Linked DNA regions of Mus musculus: region 1 is linked to region 2. The links are chromatin contacts, called in public promoter capture Hi-C maps. All regions are on one chromosome and are shown on one strand. The core of a region is the stretch at or near the end of the contact, and the rest is flanking DNA. Distances in the headings are between cores, read along the strand shown.

The links. Promoter capture Hi-C pulls out the DNA fragments that hold promoters and counts their contacts.
Region 1: a contact with region 2 is called in a promoter capture Hi-C map of pre-B cells. The contact joins the enhancer-like site here to the promoter of Uba6 in region 2. A contact is called at or near these places in 9 of 39 promoter capture datasets (the C10 cell line, the HPC-7 cell line, cranial neural crest and 6 more), 1 of 15 datasets of contacts at CTCF or cohesin (CD8 T cells), 20 of 484 Hi-C or Micro-C datasets (B cells, CD4 T cells, the CH12 cell line and 15 more), 6 of 115 datasets of contacts at active chromatin or transcription factors (the 230-238 cell line, the HPC-7 cell line, the SCID.adh cell line and 3 more) and 3 of 9 other capture datasets (adipose tissue, liver and pancreatic islet).

What each region holds. Positions count from the first base shown.
Region 1 is chr5:86,085,521-86,091,026 of GRCm38.p6, forward strand. Stap1 (signal transducing adaptor family member 1) reads left to right here. Exons shown (of 9, transcript NM_019992.4): 5 at 1,130-1,302; 6 at 5,377-5,505. Among named protein-coding and RNA genes, the nearest start is that of Gm24524, 8.5 kb to the left of the region's middle. Within about 2 kb of position 1,466, at least 99 of the 459 cell types and tissues checked have an H3K27ac peak or open chromatin away from gene starts, as enhancers often do. A contact at or near this core is called in the 230-238 cell line, B cells, CD8 T cells and 10 more, where this site is marked.
Region 2 is chr5:86,170,333-86,176,755 of GRCm38.p6, forward strand. It overlaps Uba6 (ubiquitin-like modifier activating enzyme 6), which reads right to left and starts at 2,411. Exons shown (of 33, transcript NM_172712.2): 1 at 2,336-2,411; 2 at 223-285. The coding sequence starts at 2,406.

The sequences.
Region 1 (5,506 bases), core at 216-2,715, 86 kb before region 2:
GCTAGCTAAGGTCACAGGTAGAAAACTGTTGTATCATACTTCCCCAGAAAGCACAGGTTGTTCCCAACTAAATTTTGAGATGTGAATGCAATTCACAAGACTTTACATGGATAATGGAATTCAAAACACATTTCTACATGGATAATGGAATTCAAAACACATTTCTAGAGAACAACGAAACTAACATGAAGAGCAATATCAACATGTTTAAATATGAATGGATGGCTAGAAATGGAGTGAACCCCCAGCAGTGTAAACCTGCTCACCTCAAACCCACGTTCTCAGAATAATGTGGGGCTTTTCCAAGTTAACTTGTAGGAAAATAAGGTATCTCCTGGCGATACTAAACTTCTTGGGCATTACAAAGGTATGTGAGTTTAGAATGAGAAATGAGAGATTAGCTGTGTGTTGGTGGCAAATACCTGGTCTACAGAGCAGAACAGCCAGGGCTACACAGAGAGACCCTGTCTTGAAAAACCAAAAAAATTAAAAGGGAGAAAGAGAGAAAGAAAGAAAGAAAGAAAGAAAGAAAGAAAGAAAGGAAGGAAGGAAGGAAGGAAGGAAGGAAGGAAGGAAGAAAGAAAAAAATTGAGAGATTGGTTGCTACTTAGCTCACAGTAAAAAGTATGTTTACTTTTACCTAAGACCAGATCAACTATGATCTCAGCTAGGCATGTTGGTAACACACCTTTAATCCCAGCACCTGGTCAATCTCTGTGAGTTTGATTACTGATCTGATGTACAGAGTGAGTTCTAGGACAGCCAGGACCACATAGAGGGACGGTATGGAAAGAAAACATACAAAACAAAACAAAATAACCTAAATAAACCAACCAACCAACCAGTTAACCAACCAACCAGTCCACCAAACAATCAGCCCACCAACCAGCTCATCAACCAACCAGTTCTGCAAACAACCAAGCAAACCTCTGTGCAGGTTCTAGTTGATATAGGGGCAGTACTGTAATGCCCAAGTTAGACTGGAATCTTCTTATTGTTCTGTCCATTTGTCTTTGAGAATGGATACTAAGTCACTACAACTCCTTGTGGCCAACAAGGTCCTCTATACTAAAGCCAGTATGCTATTTGGTTGCAGCTTTAGTTTGCCTACTGTTTTAACTGGTTTCAGTTGACAGTTCCTCAGCATGTGTCACTTCTACCTGGGCAAGTGATTAGACTGCACGAAGTCTTAGAGAGAGAAAAGAAAAGAAGGATTGAGACAGATCAGCTGCCTCTTATGCCTCCGGAGAAAGAGAAGGAGCCAGTACAAGACTATGCGGATGTACTGAACCCACTGCCTGAGTAAGTGCATAGTTGACTCGTTTATTCATTCAGTTAAGACTAATTGCTAGTTACCAGGTAGCACTACCTACCTGAACGTGTTGCCAGCAGGGATGCTAAATATCTTGGGGACCAATTGTGAGCCCTGCCACACTTCCTCTCTTATGTCATGATCAACGTTGTGTGCATTTGAACTAACTCTTACCACAGAGGAAATCCCCTTCCACCCACACATGTAGACTAAATAGATCTCCTTCCGGAGCTCAAACCTAAATTAAAGTTGCTATGAAGAAGGAAGGAAATGGCATAGATATGTGAGACTCTATAACTGGATGATTTATCATCATGTATACCAAATATTTTTAAATTCTTAGAATATTGTATTCAGTTGGTTGATCAGTGAGCATTGAACTTGCCTTCTGAGGAAAGCTTTGTGTAAAGCATTTTTTAAAAGGTACTAGGACAGTACCTGGATTCTGAAGCATCCTATACGTCTTCTTTCTTGAGGAACATATTATGGGCCTTCTCCTTTGGGGATTTTGATGCTCTTGCCATTAAAACACATCCTGGTTTTTTTCATGACATTATGTTCAGATGCCTAGTCCACTGGAACCTGCTAATCAATGCTGCCAGCTCAAACTAGACAGGGGATCAATTCATAAAATAAAAGTCACATGGACTGTTTCTTTTTCTTTTGTTCCAAGAAGAATATAATATGTCTATTGCAGATAAATAAAGAGAAGATTAAAATTAATTCTTGTCGCTACACTCAAAGATAGTTGCTGATAACACTTTGGATATATTATATACTCTGTCAAAATTTTCTATGATGATTACATTTCACTGAATATAACATGCATTATAAAACAGGGGACAGTGGTGGCACATGCCTTTAATCCCAGCACTTGGAGGCAGAGGCAGGCAGATTTCTTTTTTTTTGGGGGGGGGGCATTTTCAAGACAGGGTTTCTCTGTGTAGCCCTGGCTGTCCTGGAACTCATTCTGTAGACCAGGCTGGCCTCGAACTCAGAAATCTGCCTGCCTCTGCCTCCCGAGTGCTGGGATTAAAGGCGTGCATCACTAGCATCACTATGCCCAGCGGTAGACGGATTTCTGAGTTCGAGACCAGCCTGGTCTACAAAGTGAGTTCCAGGACAGCCAGGGCTACACAGAGAAACCCTGTCTCGAAAAGACAAAAAAAAAAAAAAAGGGAAGTTTTTATTTATTTATTTATTTAGATATTTTATTTATATACATTTCAAATGCTATCCCGAAAGTTCCCTATACCCTCCCTCTGCCCTGCTCCCCACCAACCCACTCCCTCTTCTTGGCCCTGGCATTCCCCTGTACTGGGCATATAAAGTTTGCAATACCAAGGGGCCTCTCTTCCCAAATGATGGCCAATTAGGCCATCTTCCGCTACATATACAGCTAGAATATATGAGCTCTGGGGGTACTGGTTAGTTCATATTGTTGTCCCACCTATAGGGTTGCAGACCCCTTCAGCTCCTTGGGTACTTTCTCTAGCTTCTCCATTGGGGGCCCTGTGTTCCATCCTATAGATGACTATGAGCATCCACTTCTGTATTTGCCAGGCACTGGCATAGCCTCACACAAGACAGCTATAACAGGGTCCTTTCAGCAAAATCTTTCTGGAATATGCAATAGTGTCTGGGTTTGGTGGCTGATTATGGGATGGATCCCCGGGTGGGATATTCTCTGGATAGTCCATCCTTTTGTCTTAGCTCCAAACTTTGTCTCTGTAACTCCTTTCATGGGTATTTTGTTCCCTTTCCTAAGGAGGAATGAAGTATCCACCCATTGGTCTTCCCTCTTCTTGATTTTCTTGTGTTTTGCAAATTGTATCTTGGGTGTTTTATGTTTCTGGGCTAATATCCACTTATCAATGAGTGCATACCTAATGACTTCTTTTGTGATTGGGTTACCTCACTAAGGATGATATCCTCCAGATACATTCATTTGTCCAAGAATTTCATAAATCCATTCTTTATAATAGCTGAGTAATACTAAAACAGGAAGTTTTAATTCTTTAATTTTATGTCTAAAAATACTATGGGTGACATTTTAACACAAGTTATAAATGAAGCATGCCTTTAATCCCAGCACTCGGGAGGCATAGGCAGGAGCAGGTAGGTCTCTGATTTCAAAGCCAGTTTGGTCTGAAGAGTAAGTACAATTGGGGCTATATGGCTATACAAAGAAACTTAATCTCAAAATATCAAATGAAGAAACAAAACCCTACAAACAACAAATTATGCCAAATAGAGTCAGTTCAGACACAGTCTTACTGTCAGGTGTTTAAACAGAGCCCTACTTGGCTGGCGTGGCTTCTAGCTTCAAGCCCAGTTCTGGGAAGATGAGGCAGGTAGATTAAGGCCAGTTTAAGGCCAGCATAGTCTATATGGTGAGTTTCAGACCCATCTCAAAATAAATAAAGAGATATACAAGAAAAACAGAGCCCTAAAGAGAGCCTTAGGACATTTTGGAGTCCTGCAAGGAAACGACCAACAAATCCATCTAAGACTTGTTATGGATTGAAACTGGGGCTATGCTATTATTAGTTGTCATAAGTTTTCTTTTTTTTTGTGTGGGGTATTTTCTTTTTTTTTTTCATTTTTTATTAGGTATTTAGCTCATTTACATTTCCAATGCTATACCAAAAGTCCCCCATACCCACCCACCCCCACTCCCCTACCCACCCACTCTCCCTTTTTGGCCCTGGCGTTCCCCTGTACTGGGGCATATAAAGTTTGCGTGTCCAATGGGCCTCTCTTTCCAGTGATGGCCGACTAGGCCATCATTTGATACATATGCAGCTAGAGTCAAGAGCTCCGGGGTACTGGTTAGTTCATAATGTTGTTCCACCTATAGGGTTGCAGATCCCTTTAGCTCCTTGGGTACTTTCTCTAGCTCCTCCATTGGGAGCCCTGTGATCCATCCATTAGCTGACTGTGAGCATCCACTTCTGTGTTTGCTAGGCCCCTGCCTGGTCTCACAAGAGACAGCTATATCTGGGTCCTTTCAACAAAATCTTGCTAGTGTATGCAGTGGTGTCAGTGTTTGGATGCTGATTATGGGGTGGATCCCTAGATAAGGCAGTCTCTACATGGTCCATCCTTTCATCTCAGCTCCAAACTTTGTCTCTGTAACTCCTTCCATGGGTGTTTTGTTCCCAATTCTAAGGAGGGGCATAGTGTCCACACTTCAGTCTTCATTCTTCTTGAGTTTCATGTGTTTAGCAAATTGTATCTTATATCTTGGGTATCCTAGGTTTGGGGCTAATATCCACTTATCAGTGAGTACATATTGTGTGAGTTCCTTTGTGAATGTGTTAAGGGCACAGGGACAAAATCCTAATTAACAAAATCAGAAATGAAAAGGGAGACATAACAACAGATCCTGAAGAAATCCAAAACACCATCAGATCCTTCTACAAAAGGCTATACTCAACCAAACTGGAAAACCTGGACGAAATGGACAAATTTCTGGACAGATACCAGTTACCAAAGTTGAATCAGGATCAAGTTGACCATCTAAACAGTCCCATATCACCTAAAGAAATAGAAGCAGTTATTAATAGTCTCCCAGCCAAAAAAAGCCCAGGACCAGACGGGTTTAGTGCAGAGTTCTATCAGACCTTCAAAGAAGATCTAATTCCAGTTCTGCACAAACTATTTCACAAAATAGAAGTAGAAGGTACTCTACCCAACTCATTTTATGAAGCCACTATTACTCTGATACCTAAACCACAGAAAGACCCAACAAAGAGAGAGAACTTCAGACCAATTTCTCTTATGAATATCGATGCAAAAATCCTCAATAAAATTCTCGCTAACCGAATCCAAGAACACATTAAAGCAATCATCCATCCTGACCAAGTAGGTTTTATTCCAGGGATGCAGTTGTCATAAGTTTTCAATGGTTATCATGCTAAAGTAAATTGCTTTTCATGTTCTCTATGTTTAAAAGATAAACACTGTAGCTCTCATGTTATTTTGGTAGTATTATTTTCAAGAAATTATCTTCGTCAGATATTTTTTAAACCTTTTTTTTTCTTTTCATCTCATACTTATAGATGTTTTTATGCAGTTTCCCGGAAAGAAGCAACTGCAATGCTGGAAAAGAACCCTTCTTGGGGAAATATGATCCTGAGGCCTGGTAGTGACAGCAAAAACTACTCCATCACTATCCGGCAGGAGATAGAG
Region 2 (6,423 bases), core at 1,161-3,660:
CTAAACTCAAGACATTTACTTTCTTATTAGAGAGTAAAATTACATGCTAAAACTTTCATACTATATATAACGTGAGAAAATCCCACAAAAATCTCAATTTTAATTTAAAAGAACTTGTAGGATATCCATATGAAATTCTTCACAGGTATAGCCATCAAAAAAGACTATGAGATTCTATACTAACCATTATAAAAGGTGGGTTTTAGTCTCTGAAGTTCTTACCTGTATAATCCATCATCGATTTCCAAAGATTCTGTTGTCATGGTAGGTAAATTTTTACTTGCACTAGGGGGGAAAAAAACCCAAACTATTAAACAGCAAATATGGGTTTTAATTATTCATACTCTATAATGTGAAATTCAATTGTGCATGAAACAAGATTCCCAAGTTACTAAAGGTCTGTACTGGCTGGTTTTGTGTGTCAACTTGACACAGGCTAGAGTTATCACAGAGAAAGGAGCTTCAGTTGGGGAAGTGCCTCCATGAGATCCAGCTATGGGTCATTTTCTCAGTTGGTGATCAAAGGGGGAGGGCCCCTAGTGGGTGGTGCCATCCCTGGGCTGGTAGTCTTGGGTTCTATAAGAGAGCAGGCTGAGCAAGCCAGGGGAAGCAGGCCAGTAAGGAACATCCCTCCATGGCCTCTGCATCAGCTCCTGCTTCCTGACCTGCTTGAATTCCAGTCCTGACTTCCTTTGGTGATCAACAGCAATATGAGAAGCGTAAGCTGAATAAACCGTTTCCTCCCCAACTTGCTTCTTGGTCATGGTTTTGTACAAGAATAGAAACCCTTAGCCGGGCGTGGTGGCGCACGCCTTTAGTCCCAGCACTCGGGAGGCAGAGGCAGGCGGATTTCTGAGTTGGAGGCCAGCCTGGTCTACAAAGTGAGCTCCAGGACAGCCAGGGCTATTCAGAGAAACCCTGTCTCGAAAAACCAAAAAAGAATAGAAACCCTTAGACAAGGTCCTTCCATACAAAATGTATGTTTTCTTAGGTATCATCTTCCTTAGAGTTTTAAAATGTGTTGAAGTTAATTTCACTAACTGTTGCTATGTGCAGTGCTTGCTGTTGAGATTTTTAGAGCAACCAGACACTAACTGCACTGTAAGCACCTCATATAATAAAGTCAGCATATTCACACAACATATACTAAAACTATATATAAACCTGTAGTATCCTATCATTTTGTTTCTATTTTACACACTTTATTGCACTTGCTATTCTATGTTACACACAATGACTTAGGTGGATTAAAGTTCTGACTAAAAATGAGAACGGGGTTATGCTCAGCCGCTTAATGGCTATGGCCAACACTTAAAAAGCTCTGTCTCAATGATTGTTTCGAGAATATGTTCAAAAACAGTCACGCCTGATTGCACATACTTGTAATCTCAGAAATTCAGACGAGGAGGGAGGAAGCCATCTTTGGCAAACTTGGAGCCAGCCTCAGAATCAATATAATAATAATAATAATAATAATAACAACAACAACAACAACAACAACAATAACAAATCATCTGTAAGAGCAACTAAGGGGCAGATATTTGTATTCAATAATATTTCTTAAGTCGATTTTGGCAGCATTGGCCAGGGCAGACAATACTTCCATCCAGTCCTTGAAGTATATGTCTCAATGTGCAATGTAAAGCTAGTAACGTAAGAAATCCATCACTTCTATATTTGGTATGTAATAGTCATATACTGGGTAGGATACAAGCGGGGCTTTCTTAACTGTAAGATGACCAAAAGAGAACTAACGCAAACACTGGAGAGAGTATACCAGGACCCCAACCCCGGAATTTTTGCAGGCTGAGAAAGAAAAACTCCAAGATCCTCAGCGGGAAATAATCCTAGGAACCTTGGGCCCCGCCCCGCGCTCCAACACCCCCGTAGTAAACAGAGAGGATTCTCGGGGTGTCCACACTGCAACGGATTCATCCTGACTTGAGCTCTCAAGAACAGTTTTCCTAAGGAGCACGGCTGGAGGAGGATAGTGCTCCGTGGCGCTGAAGGAAGTGTGCCAAGCAACAGGGGCCACAACCCTCTCCTGAATGACTGGCCGCTCAGAAGTAGTGACCTGAGGGAAGGATGCTGGACCCGACCCGGGAAGAGCCGGTCTCCTCAGAGGAGCGGAGCTGGAGCAGCGAGGGCAGCGCCCACGCCGCCACACCCACCGCCCGCCGGCTCGCTCGCTCGTTCGCCACCTCGCTAGCTCCCTGTGGCTCCGCGCGGCCCCGTGGCCTCCGCGCGCTCCGAGCCGCCGGAACGCGAGAACGGAGCCCGCGTCGGCGTTCCTCCGCTCCTTCCCGCCCAGCCTGCCCCGGGCCAGGCCTCTCACCCGCAGGCTCCCCAGGAGGAGCAGGACGCCTCTTCACAGGAAAGCACAGCCAACGGCTCGGACCGCTCCATCGCCTTCCGACAGACTGACTGCAGCGAGGCGGGGAGGCAGGCGAGGGGGCGGGGCCGCGAGGGTCAAGGGGCGGGCGGCGACGTCACCAGGGGGAGGAGCTGGGGAAAAGTACGCCCAGGACAGGGTTTCCAGTCAGCCCCTGGGACACCTGACTTCCGGTTGGGGCGGGGCAACGGGGCGCGCTTCCTTGCAGGTGAGGGGAGTGCCTACGTGAAGGCTGCTGAGCGCTGAGGGCAAACGCGGAACCAAAACGCGTCACTTCCGGCTGTGAGAGCGTACCGCTCCAGGGGGCTCGACAGCTACCAGATGCTGTTGCCTTGCAAATCCAGAACTGTTACAGTGCCTTGAGGAGATCGCTTTTCTGAACAACAACAACAAAAAGAGGACATTTCCAGGCTGGGATTCCACTTAAAGATTCCATTTAAATTGTTTTGAACATCTATTACTGATCTCTGTAGTCAAGTGACTAAAAAGAGCTGTAAAATTTGGCACTTTCATTTTAAGGGAGGAAAAACAAGGAACTCAAATGATATGATCAAAGACATACAGCCAGTAACTCATATTACCAGTTCTCTGATTGCCGATTTCTCATCTAATTCTTTTTTTTCATTCATTCTCATTTTACCATTTTTAGAAAACAATTGTGTACACACAGTACAATTAAGAATCTTTGTTGTTGTTTTTTTTCGAGACAGGGTTTCTTTGTGCAGCCCTGGCTGTCCTGGAGCTCACTCTGTAGACCAGGCTGGCCTCGAACTCAGAAATCTGCCTGCCTCTGCCTCTTCCTCCCAAGTGCTGGGATTAAGTGTGTGCCACCACGCCCAGCTATTAAGAATCTTTCTAACTGGTGATGTGTTTGACGAAACACTAGCCCAATTTTAAAAATCCGTGTTTGATTATAGACATAGGGCAGCGTTCTGTAAAGTATAACAGGTTTTACTTCAAAATTGTCTTGAAATCACAAAAATGATTTTAGGGTTGGTGGTCACCACAGCACGAGAAGTTGTATGAAAGAGTCACAGCATTATCAGTGAGAACACAGTAGCTTCTCCGGGCAGAGGAACTTTGCTGTATGTTAAAGCATGTTTTTATATTTTTTACTAGCTTTGTGTCTTGACTTTTTCTGTATCTGTTACTGCTATTAGGGAAAATAAATTTTTATTTCCTTAGTCCAAGGAGACCATGGATTTAAGGGAAACTTTTCTAACTTAAAAACTATCTGTCCCTGTTGTATGGCTTGATTGAAAAAAAAAAAAAAAATGTGGCTCCCAACCAGGCAGCATACACTAGCTTGAGGCCCTTGACACATGTACAGCAGAGGACTGCCAGGTCTGGTCTGAGTGAGAGACTTGAGGCCCCAGGGAGTGAGGAGGTCTGGTGGGGAAGGGTGGGGGAGGGGCATCCTCTCGAAGAGGGAAAAGGAGGAGGAGGAGGAGGAGGAATGGGATGAGGAACTGCCAGAGGGCAGACCTGGAGGGGGACTGGACTGTTAAAAAAAAAAAAAAAAAAAAAAAAGATTTAAAAAAAGTAAAATACTAATACTACTAGTATGGCTCAATGCCTGTCATGTCCACTCCTATTCGTTCTCAACCCTGGTGTTAGCTGTCTCTTGTCTTCTTGTCTCTGTCTGTGCTGAGCTGCATCCTAACGCTGCATGTAATCATTCTACTTGCAAACATTTGTTTCTGAATAATTTCAGATTTACAGAAAATTTAGAAAGATAATAGAGAATTTATCTGAATTCTTCAAATAACTTGCCCATTTTGTATTTGGGTGCATTTTTCATGACTTAGAAATTGATATTTGTGTGATACTTAAATCCATACATTTTACTAAGATACCACAGGTTTTTCTGCTAACCATTCCCCTCAGAATCCATTCCAGGATAACAGGAAACATTTACGATGAGCTGATATTACCAAATTTTGTAGGTGAATACTGTGATGTGTATTTTCCTGAAACACATATGCCTGTGCAAATTCTGTAAATCAAAATGTTTACATTATAAATTATATATAACCAACAATCATATTGTTTCTATAATAACAGAACATATCCAAGTCTATTTCTCTTATTTCATACTTCTGAACTATTAAATAATAGCACAGTAAAGATGCTCAATATATAATTTCTTTGACTTACAGAAGACGACTCAGAGATTAAATGGCTCAAATAAATTCATATCATTTTTTTTCATACAACCAGGGCTAGAATTCAGTGTTGTTCCTAGCCTGGTGTTCTGAGAGACTGGACCACCCATTTCACAATTAAAAATTGATTACTAATGTCAAGTCAGCACATTAATACATATGTTCCTGAATTTTGAGCAAGATCTTTTCCCAAGGACGTTCTAAAATTTGAACTGGTTGAAAGCTAACTGTTTAACCCAGAGGTAATTCTTTTGTAAAGGAAAAGTCTTTATTAAAACCTTAATAGTTATGCACTGATTTGAGCTGTGGATCGGAATATGTATGTTGCAGACTGCATGTGCTTACATCACCCAGATTCAGATGTTGAAACCATATTCATGGTGATGGAATTTGAAGATTGCATTGTTCAGAGATGAAAGCTTAGAGATCCCTGTCATCCTTCTGGTCCTATAAGGGCATAGCAAGAGCCAATTTTCCCAGAACCAGAGTGGGCCCTTCCTTATAAGAGATACAAAATCTGTGGGCACTTTGTAGTCTTGAGAAAGGGGGGTTTATGTAAGAGCCTACACAGATTACAGCAATTGAAGATCACAGTGTTTGGAATAGTTTTAAAATGGTTTATAGAATAAAAGAAGAGCAATAGCCATAAGCTTGCAACTTAAATACCAGTTTCAAGGACATTCTAAAAAACAGGTTTTTAGTTTATGTGTGTATTTTGCCTGCATGTATATATGTACACTGCATGTGTTCCTGCTGTATCGGATACCTTGAAAAATGGATTTCTAGCTGGCTGTGAACCTCTCTGTGGGTGCAGATGCTCCGAACTAACCCAGGTCTCCTGGAACAGGAATAAGTGCCCTCAACCACTGAGCCACTTTCCAGCCCGTTCAGGGCATTTTAATTGTTTGATTGTGTACGTGACAGTGTTGGCAGAGAAAAATGTAACAATTATACTGTCACATTTACCTTTTGACTAATAAGGACAAAACCCCTGAAAATCCCTAAATGGGCCTTCAAATTTTCATATCTTTTTTCTGGGTAATATGCTGTCGTTTCATCTGGATCTATCTGTTCTGACTGGGGAAGGGAGGCAATTGAGCAGCCCCCTGAAACAATACCCAGTCCTTATTTAAGAGATTGAGATTTTAGCCACAGTGACTATTCCCCCATAAACTCAACTGTAGTTTAAACTCTTACAGAAAGTGCAGTAGTCACTGGATCAATGGAGGCTTTCTTGCACAGGTATTTGTAGTCCACAGAGCTAAGGTGCTGGAAAAATGAACTCAAGGACCACCAGAGCTACCCTAGGCAGTGCCATTTAGGTCCTTTGTCTCAAAGTGGAAGGATGCATTTTACAGAGTTTAGACGGGAAGATGGTTTTATAGGTGGAATCTCAAGAAAAAGAAGGAAGGAGAGGCCCTGTGTAGGAAGATTGGGTCCCAAACAATGGGCACTGACAAGGACTGGACTCCAGGTTTTCTTAGAACATAGGGAAGAAGCTCTGGAGAGACAACGGGGGAGGGGCAGTCAGTCCAGTCAGTCCCACCTTGTTTCCAGGTGCCTCTTTTGGTTACATCTCCGTTTAGCTCCCTGGCAGTGGAGCTCACTTAACTTGTGTAAAAGGGAAAGAAAGCCAGTGGGAAACACAATTAGGAAAAACGGACTCCACCAGAAGAGAATCAAGTACATTTCTGGCCAAGAACAAGGATTAAGGTTCCTGTTCCTAGGCTGTCTGACCAGTTCCAACTTCCTGTCCTCATCAACACTAACTCATTGGATGCCTTTTGTTTTCTTGACTGAACCAATATGTAAGCCATCTTTCTTTAGCTTCTTTCCTACATGGTTTGATATCCTGATCCTTCAGCT